2 separate regions of the Hordeum vulgare genome follow, and region 2 is linked to region 1. The links are chromatin contacts, called in public Hi-C maps. All regions are on one chromosome and are shown on one strand. The core of a region is the stretch at or near the end of the contact, and the rest is flanking DNA. Distances in the headings are between cores, read along the strand shown. Region 1 holds the start of LOC123413657 (polyadenylate-binding protein 2-like). Region 2 holds the start of LOC123408794 (serine/threonine-protein phosphatase 2A activator).

Region 1 (4,982 bases), core at 1,679-4,178:
GCATATAGTAACTAATTGTTCGCATTTACAATATCCTACTGCCTACACACTAGACCTTAAACAGGATGTAATGGACAAAGGAAAACAGATGCTCATCCTGCAATGTTTATTTAATATCTAGGCATGTCGCCTTCTAAAATAAGTTGCATATCATAAGCTTCTTGCTACACAGATGCAGGCTGAAACGCATATTGACACACATACACCAAAAGTCGAAATAGGGGACAGCAGGGCCTGCACAGGTCTGCACAATATATGTTACTGCTAGAGCAAGTCTGTCATTGCCTCAGTTTAAGCAAAAAGCAGGTATATATGTCCACATGCTTTCAAACTGAGATGCATCCAATGCCTATTAACATCATGACTACAGATATCATTTACTCATATAGACGCCCCTAAACACCAGCACTCTAGTAAATTTTTGACATACACACTTCCTACGGATATTACAAAAGCAAAGGAAGTTCTATTGGTTATATTTTGCTGAAAGATGACAAAACTGGCAGAAGAACCATTAGATTAATTATTATTAAAACATGATTAATTCCAAGGGGAGAAATGACACATACTACAGAGAATAAAACTCTCCAGCAGGCATAACATGAAAAAGAAAAAACATAGCATTCTTCAATAGACACAACATAAAATGTGAGGTCACACTTACATGTCATGCCTATGCACCCCTGCCACTGATTCTCATCTACCGATGGCTATTGATACCATGCCACATCAGTCCATGTATGAGTCTCAAGCGCCAGGTGGAGTACATGCAGCAGTTCTCTACTGACATTTTCGGGGGCATTTTCTATCACTGTATTTTTTTTTTCTTTTTTTCCTTTTCTATATTCTTTTCCTTTTTATTTTTTCAAATATTTTTTCTTTTTTTCATGGATTTTTTTCCTCTTTTTTCTTGCCCCCTCTAAAGCTATCACTAGAACTTGCACTGAGACTCAGCCAGATGCCAAAATTTCGGTTTCAAAGACTTGATGATAGCAGACTACCCTGCGGCCAATGTCATTTCTCAATCAATGCACCAGAAAAAAAATACAAAGATAAAGACAGAAAATACAGAGTGCATTTCAAGTCACTGATAAAATATGATTGTCAATGATACATGTTCAAAGTTATGGCACTATTTACGGGACTAAACACCTTGCTGATTGGCACTATGACACTATCTGTTGAGAATAGAAACAAAAATCATCAAAGTAAAGATAGAATGTTCAGTGGAAACATTAACACCTGATCTAAGAGCACTTTCAACAAAATTTGGGCTGGTCAAGCAAATCATGTTGCTAACTTGAACATCAGCTTTTCTATAAACAATTTCACAAGCAGAACAAACATTGTCGCATGTAAAAAGAAACATATGGTATCAGTTGTATTGCATATACCTAGGTGATCATAACTACTACTCCCTCCATCCCAAAATAAGTGTCTCAACTTTGTAACTAGCTCTAGTACAAAGTTGTACTAAGCTTGAGACACTTATTTTGAGACGGAGGGAAATGTACTGAGTGCCAACTAAATTTAGACAACAACGGTATGAAAACTTACATTTCCAACAAAAACAGAACGAGAATCCATCTCTTCTTTTGCTTCAGATGTGGTCGCATTAGGATCTCCGCCTACATGGGTACAAAGACTCAATGTGTTTATAGAAATTACACATTAGCAAGGAAATATTGATGTAGAAATTACAGCATAAACCGTGTAACAAAGGCTAAAATAATATGCTCCAAGATTGATCCAACACAGGAATATGATGTTACTACATTTGAATACGGTTTTGCCAAAGCACATCTAAATGTGAGATAAGTATTGCACACCTAAGTTCTATATCATTGATCTTACATGGAGATTCATGTGTCTTTTTCTTTTTTCATTTCCTTTTTATGCTTGATTTAGTCATTTAAATGTGCAATAACCATGTCACATCTAGATGTGCCCTAGACACACCCATTTGGATATGCTTTGGCAAGCAAAGAGGCAGTTATTATTAAACATCATTTTGTGGAAGGTTACATAATACTCCCATATTATGCTTTACCAAAACAGAACTACCATCACACCAACTGGTTAAATTAAGAGGGTTCTTTTTCTAAAAGGAAATTAAGAGGATTATGAATGCGTAAAACAACATTATATGCATCTCAAGGCAGGCAAACTACCAAAATCGCGTATAAGAAACGACGAAGGGACTAATTTGAAGTAATTAGACGACCCCGTAGAACCTACTCCGCTGGTTAACATACCCATACTAATCGGCAGCAAGAGAACATGCGATCCTAGGGCGCGTTAGGATTCCTAGACTTGCTAACGGAAGCAAGCCAAAAGCTGGGTAATGAGGCGAGCTCGCCAAGGAACAAAACCATTGGCCTCCATGCTGGGCTGGGTGAGGCCAGCGCTTGCCCGAGAACCAAACGTTCCAGTAGTGTCCCGGATCTGAAATTCCCCAACCACCCTGCCCCGTATGCGGGTCCTAAAGTTGACACCGACAGGTTCCGTACACGGACACGGCACTCACCTTGCATCTCCTTGGCGACCTTGGCCTGCATCTCGCGGAGGGCGGCGGCCTCCTCCTCCATCTCCTTGAGACGGCGCTTCATCTCGTCGAGCTCGTGCAGCTGGACACGAAGAGGGTCAGCACCGTCGTTAGGGTTTGGGGTCCGGGACAGGGGGGGAGAAGCGGAGCTAGCCGCGGCGGCGGCGGCGGGCGCGTCACGAACCTTGGCGGCGTCGTCGCCCCCGGCGCCCATCTCGACGTCCTCGGCGTCGACGGGGATCTCCTGGCCGTACACCTCGTGCTCCTCGTCCTCCATGGCCGCCGCGTGCTGAGCTCCAAGTCCAATCTACTCGCCTCGGCCTAACCTAACGCGAGGGCGATTTGGATTTGTGTCTCGGGGACTTGGGGGAATTCGGGATTGGGTTTAGGAGCAACGGGCTTTTTAATGGAGTGGAAACGTGTCAGAATAGGACCGGGATTGGGCTGAAGGGTCGTTTGGGCTATTTCATCATTAAGCTCATGGGCCTCTGAACTCTGTGCTCTCCGAAAAAGACATAGGGTGTGTTTGGTTTTAGCCCAAAACTTTGGCAAATCCTATTTGGCGCTGCACGCACCGGTTAAAATGCATTTTTCTTAACCGGCGCCTGCAGCGCTCGGTCATGGGCCAGCCCATCTAGGTATTTGCTCGGACATAGGGTGTGTTTGGTTTTAGCCCAAAACTTTCGCAAATCCTATTTGACGCTGCAGGCGTCGGTTAAAATGCATTTTTCTTAACAGGCGCCTGCACCGCTCGGTCATGGACCAGCCCATCTAGGTGTTTTTCCGTAAAAACTTTCGCAAATCCTATTTGGCGCTGCAGGCGTCGATTAAAGTGCATTTTTCTTAACCGAGGCCTGTAGTGCTCGGTCATGGGCCACACCATCTAGGTGTTTTTCCGTAAAAATAAAAGAGCGCTACTGATATTCGAACCAGCAACCTCTCAGAGATATTTTAGTGTTGCAACCACTCCGCCACCCCAACAGTATGGGATAGAAATGAACTTTTTACTTGCTTTATTCTTTATTTTCCCTTTTATTTTTTTCTTAATTGTTTTCCTTTTTCATCCTGGTTGGTTGATTTCTTTTTGGAAATATGTAAATCTCTCCCTAATAATAAAGCAAATAGGGTTTCTGGTCGTCCAATGTGGCATTTTTGTGAAAAAATCCCTGTCTTTTTACGTAATTAACCCGTCGTCCCTCTTTAAGTGACTAACCAGGAAAACGTTTCGTTCTTACAAAAAGAACCTTGCGTTTTGGAGTATTCCACCTGAGATCCTTCTCTTAAGATAAGGTTTCGTTTCTGGCGTGTGGCCTGCACCACCTCCGTCCGACGCCCCTCCCATCCCACGCTCGCTTCCCGCACCTCCGCGCCCACTCGCAGCCATCCCCCGGCCCCGTCACCGCCGAGCCGCCGCCCCGCCCCGCTGCTCGACGTGCTGAGGCGGTCCCTCCTCGACACGCTCGCGGTGCTCAGGAAGCCCGCGCTGGCGCTCCTCCTGGCCGGCGCGCTGCTCGCGGCCGCGGCGCCCCACCACGCGGCGCTGGCCGTGTCCGGCGGCCGCGTCGGCGGGTCCGCCTTCTCCTCCCGCTCCTCCCCGTCCCCCCTCCAAAGGGTACACCACGCCGGCGCCGATACAACTCCTACAGACGCTCCCGCTCCCTCTCCAGCCGCGACGACCTGAGGGGCGGCGCAGGAGGAGGGAGGCCGCCTCCATCTGGCAGTCGCCGGTCGTGCTCGCGTGGAGGGAGGGAGGCTGCCGGCCACCATGTCCCATCTGTGCCACGGCCGCCGGCCACCATGTCCCATCCACGCCGCGGCCGCCTACCCGACGACTCCGCTGCTCCCGACGCGGCCGGCTGCGAGGCGCACTTCTGCGAGCCACCGGTCAAGCCCAATGGCGAAGCCGCCAAGGAGGCGGCGCTGGACGGCGCCGGGATCCACCGGAGGAGGGTAAGGTAGGGTACCACACAAAAAAAAGAATAAGGTAGGGGATTGTCCCGTGGAAATCCATTCACTACCTCCCTTTCGCCGTCGCTTCCAACATCGGACGCAGCCGCCACTTCCGCCGCCCCTTCCGTTGCCCCTTCCGTCGCCGTCCTTGCCCGGTGCGGCGATGCCGCCCCGCACCACCAGGAGCCAGGACCAACACGCCGGCGCCTCCCCGTACGACAGCGCCACCGCTGATGCGTGCTGGACCAGCGACCCCAGTCGTCCAGGGGACGCCATCGCCACCGCCTGGGATCCAGCATCCAGCTACTTCAGCCATCTCTGCAGTTGCCTCCCTCCTTCCCACACTCCAGACAGGACGACCGACGGTCGCCTCCCTCCGCTCCTGACGAGTACGTTTGTAATATGGACTATGTGTTCTCCTCTCTGTTGACCTCGTGTACTGTCTCAGTTTGCAAAGTTATACGAACTCAAGAATTGAACACAGTAT
Region 2 (5,080 bases), core at 1,446-3,945, 320 kb before region 1:
AAATTTGTTTAAAATTCTAAAAAGTTCATGTTTTAGAAAAATCGTAAATTCAAAACTTGTGTTTTAAAAAAAATATTCATTTCAAAAAATGTTCTTGTTTTTCAGACAATGTTTGGGGATTTGGAAAACTGATTGTATTTAAAAAGTGTAATCGGTTTTACATTTTGTTCAGTTGTTCCGCCGTTGTCTTATGTTTCTTCTAATATTGCAAGGCAAATAGAGCAAGAGCTTTGTTGCCGCAGTGGCTAGCGCATCACACGCATGACTTAGAGCTCTCGGCTTCGAATTCTAGGAGAGGTGTTGGTTCTTGCGTGTTTTACTGTTTTTTGACCTCGCGATCATGAGTTGGGCCGCCCCAGGCGAGCCACCCCTTTGCGAAAATCCAACTCCTTGACGCAAAGAGCGTCACATAGGAGGTCCCTTGCTATATCACCGCCCATTTGTGCCACTATAAAGCTTTCAAACAATGTTATTATGGCCGAATGCTTTTACAAGGCCCAATGGAAGCAGCATTGCGTCGAATTCACGAACTATCTGGGAAATGTCATTATGGCATTTGGGCCTTAAGCGCCAAATAGAGTGTCAATGGTATATGGCTCACCCCCTTTTCAGTAAACGAACTGCGCTGCCGACCCATTTCTATCCACCCAAGAGTTTTAGGATGGCTGGGTTTTTTCGTTGATTTTTTAGCATGGTTTTTGTTCGTCGTTGTTTTCTTTTGTATTTTTTTACCATTTTTCAGTTTTTATATGTTTCAGTTATTTTATATTTTTTCTAAAACTCACTAATATTTTTAGAAAATAAAGAAACTTGTTTACAATTCAGAAACATTTTAAATTTTTGCAAAATTATGTAATTCATAAAAACAATTTGAATTCACGAACTTTTCCCGGATTAATGAACTTTTTTTAAATAATTTGTTGACTTTTTCAAAATCCTGGAGTTCTTGCAACTTCCAAAAAATTTGCCAGATTCACAAACCTTTTTTGTCAATTTTCTTTGAATTATTGATTTTTTTTTCTAATTGTTTATGAATTATAAAGAAAAACAATTGGAAGTCCACTGACAACGATCCATTGGTCAAACCGATGCAGCGTTCAACCGACTGAACAGGCGACCGGGCAGGCCGCTTGGGGTACACGTGAACGCGCCAACTCACCTTTTCAAGCGCCTAAGGCACAGAATAGGACGAGACATCCTCGCCAGCACTTACGCTCCCGTCTACATGGCCCTACTCAACAACAAGCTGAAGATCTCGCTCGGCCAGTGCTAGGCGCGGGCGCGCCGGCCTGAGGGTTAGCACCGGTCGTGCAGCAGCCGTCGGATCAGGGCCCCCTGACTGTCAGATCTGCTCGCACGAGCCCTCATCGCCCCGTCATCCTCGCACGCGCTGCCGTCCCAGCACGCGCCTCGCCCCCGTCGATGTCCCAGCACGCGCCGACCGCTTCGCCTCCTCACCGTTGGTCGCCCTCACCGTCGGTCGCCGCCGGTCATCGCCTTAGCCGCCCGTCGAAAGCATCATGGATGTAGCCCGTCGGTCTTCACCTCGTTTCGGTCGCATCTCACCCCCTGTGTTGCAGACGCTGGATAAAAAGTTTCAACCGTGTGTAGAAAAAGCTTCAACCGTTAAAAAAAAGCTTCAACCAAAAACTTCACGAGGGAAAGTTGCAAACGTTGACTGAAAAAGCTTCAACTGTGTATGAAAAAAGTTTCAAACGCCGCTCCGACTCCAGCATCTCGCGTGGTCACTCCTCAAAAAGTTTTAACCGTGTATAGAAAAGCTTCAACCAAAAACTTCACGAGGAAAAGTATGATTTGCCTTGCAGCTTTTTATATGTATGATTGCAGCTTTTTTAATCAACGGTTGAAGCTTTTTTAAATAGCCGTTGCAGCAATTTTGAGTGACGTTTTGTTAACACTTGTATACGTGCGCCCCGGCCATGGCGGGCAGACGACGAGGACGACGGACGAAAGCTGGATCCGGCGATGCGGACGGTCGACGGTGGCGGAAACTGGCGATTCGGGCGGGCCGACGGGGGCAGGGACCGGCGCAGCGACGACGGCGGCGCAGGGGCGCGCAGATGATGCGGCGCAGCGCGAGCCGTTCGAGATGGGGAGGAAATCGCGGACCGTTCAGGATGGAGAGGAGCTCGAGAGATCAACGACGCGCATGCGTCCGACCGAAGCGTTCCGCCGGCGCACAGGTGGTAAACGTTTTCCATCTCGCTCACAATGCCTTCGTTTCTTTTGTATACGGTCAGTTCGGTGTTGCCCAGTCCGCCATTGACTTTTAGAAATAAAAGAAGGAGAATTTTGGAAAATTATGAATTCGAAGACAAATGCTTGTGAATTTTAAAAAGGTTGCGAACTCGAAAAAGTTGATGGATTCAAAAAATTGTTCACAAACTCAAAAAAGTTCATGAAGTAAAAAAAATGGTTTGAGAAAGAAAATTTACGAACTCAATTTTTTTCGGGGTTTGAAAATAATTCACGGATTAATGAAACGTGATTTTTTTTTTTAAAATCACGCATTAATGAGACGTGGATTTAAAAATAATTCATGGATTTGAAGAAAAATCCTTCATTTGGGCCGACCTGTCAGATCCGTCCGAAACCGAGGTAACCGATTGACGGCCCAACGGAAGCAGCCATTTCCTTTCCGCGTGTCGCAAGTTAGCAACTCCTCTTCCCCTGCGTCAGTGCCTCCCCCAAGTATCCCCTCCTCGCCGACCCAAACGAGCAGAGCTCCCCGCCCGCGATCCCCCGCCGCCGGCAGCCATGTCCAACCCCGAATCGACCCCTCAAGCCGCCGCGCCATCCACCTCCCCTCCCTCCCACGCCGGCCACACCCACACCCACACCCCGCTCTGCCGCTCCTGCGGCGCGCCCGCCGCGGCGCCCGCCCCCGCCCCCTGGACCGGGGATTCCCCGCCGCCCGCCTACCGCCCCATCCGCATGCCGGCCATCAACGCGCCCACCAACACCGCCGCCATCGTCCTCTCCCCGGTCCCGCAGCCCCTCCCGGTCCCGCCCGCCTCGCCGCCCTTCGCCTTCCAAGCCCCCGCCAAGCGCATCGCGTCCCCCGACGACATCGCCCGCTTCAAGGACTCCACCCACGGCCGCCACTTCCTCGGCTTCGTCGCCTTGCTCTCCGCCTCCGTGCACGGCCGCAAGCTCTCCGACCCGCTCCCCTCCCCTCCCTCCCCCGCCGTCTCCGCCCTCCTCGACCTCATCTCCGCGCTGTCCGCCTTCGTCGCGTCCACCCCGCCGTTCCCGCACAGCTCCCGGTACGGCAACCCCGCCTTCCGCCTCTGGCACGAGAAGCTCGCCGACTCCGTCAACGACCTGATCGCCCCGATCACAGCCACCGCCGCGTCCCCCTCGGACCTCGCCGGCGCCGAGCTCGAGCTCGCGCCCTACCTCCTCGACTCCTTCGGCAACGGCTCCCGCATCGACTACGGCACGGGGCATGAGACCAACTTCGCTGCCTTCCTCTACTGCCTGGCGCGGCTCGGGCTCATCACCGAGCCCGATTACCCAGCCGTCGTGCTACGCGTGTTTGCTTCCTACCTCGACCTCATGCGCACGCTGCAGGACACGTACCTGCTGGAGCCTGCGGGCTCCCACGGCGTCTGGGGGCTAGATGATTACCATTTCCTGCCCTTTGTGTTCGGTGCTGCGCAACTGATTGATCACAAGTACATGAAACCCAAGTCGATCCACAACCCGGATATCTTGGAGAACTTCTCCAAGGAGTACATGTACTTGGCGTGCGTCATGTATGTGAAAAAAGTGAAGAAGGGGCCCTTTGCAGAGCATTCGCCGATGTTGGATGATATCAGCGCCGTGCCCAACTGGAAGAAGGTGAACAGTGGGCTGCTCAAGATGTACAAGGCTGAAGTGCTTGAGAAGGTGCCCATCATGCAGCATTTCCTCTTTGGCTCACTTATCAAATGGTATGGATCCTGAACACTCTCTAATCATGGTGTAAGTTTAGCTGATGCCCAACTATTGGATCCTGTTAGTTAATATGTGCATCTCCTATCTACTCCCTCTGTACCTAAGTAATTGCCAACTACAATTGTCTAGGTACAGAGGGAGTAGGAAATAGACAGAGATCAGTTAGTGCTTCAGTTTCTTTCCCAAGTAAGCTTCAAAATAGCATACTGATTTCAGGGCCGAGCTAGTTCTAGTAAAGGACTCCGTTCCGTAGCTGTAGAAGGAAGACATTTTCAGGCTCATGTACAACATGAGATTATGTGCCAACTATCCGACCCCTACTGAATATCAACCATATTGGGAACTAACAGATTGGATCTGTATGCATAGTTGAGTGCTATAATATTAGTAAGAGCAAAGTGCTACCTAAAGTTTTTAAAAACTGCCAAGAACACCTTGCACGAAATTGTTTCTGTATGTATTAGGTTGGAATACAAAACTTTGTACGCACGTGCTGTAATCTTATGCTATTTCCACGTTGACATCATCTTATTAAGAATGGATTAAACCTCAGTTGATCCAATACTGATTTGACTTTTGATCTATGTGTTAGGGCGTACTAACAGAATGACTTTTCAAGACATCTCTAGGTTTTAACCAGTAAAAACATTTGCGCCCCTGTTTCTTCTTGCTGTAGTCAAATAAATTGAAATAATTTGCTAGTTTGATCGTGTTTTTCTCAATTGTTCAAGGGTCTTTTAGTTCCAGCGAACATTCCCTCCATGAGGTTCGGCTGGTTTAGGAGATCATTGAAATACATTGTAGTCAGATAAATTGAAATAATTTGCTAGTTTGATCGTGTTTTTCTCAATTGTTTAAGGGTCTTTTAGTTCCAGCGAACATTCAGTTTTGTATCTGCGTCCGTATCGTATTCATTTCTGGGCCTTTTGTATTCGTTTCCACTTCTGGAAAACATTATGAAAACAAATGCTGCAGCACTCAGTTCCTTCTGTTTTCATCCCTACCTGTAAGCTGATGTAACCTTTCTTTTTAGTAGCTAACTCCGCCACAATGCTAAAATTTCTGCAGTTTCTACATTTATTACTTTGTGATGCAAAAGAGTTGACAGAAAAGTTCTGTT

Evidence for each region. Hi-C and Micro-C count contacts between places; a contact is called where the count stands out from the background.
Region 2: a Hi-C map of leaf shows a contact between it and region 1, with 7 times the contacts expected there. The contact joins the promoter of LOC123408794 here to the promoter of LOC123413657 in region 1. A contact is called at or near these places in 3 of 6 Hi-C or Micro-C datasets (leaf and seedling) and 1 of 1 datasets of contacts at active chromatin or transcription factors (embryo).

What each region holds. Positions count from the first base shown.
Region 1 is chr7H:83,202,998-83,207,979 of MorexV3_pseudomolecules_assembly, reverse strand. It overlaps LOC123413657 (polyadenylate-binding protein 2-like), which reads right to left and starts at 2,928. Exons shown (of 5, transcript XM_045106597.1): 1 at 2,528-2,928; 2 at 1,558-1,628. The coding sequence starts at 2,822. LOC123410265 reads left to right here and starts at 4,560. Exons shown (of 4, transcript XR_006613016.1): 1 at 4,560-4,884.
Region 2 is chr7H:83,518,354-83,523,433 of MorexV3_pseudomolecules_assembly, reverse strand. It overlaps LOC123408794 (serine/threonine-protein phosphatase 2A activator), which reads left to right and starts at 2,695. Exons shown (of 2, transcript XM_045101836.1): 1 at 2,695-3,956. The coding sequence starts at 2,779.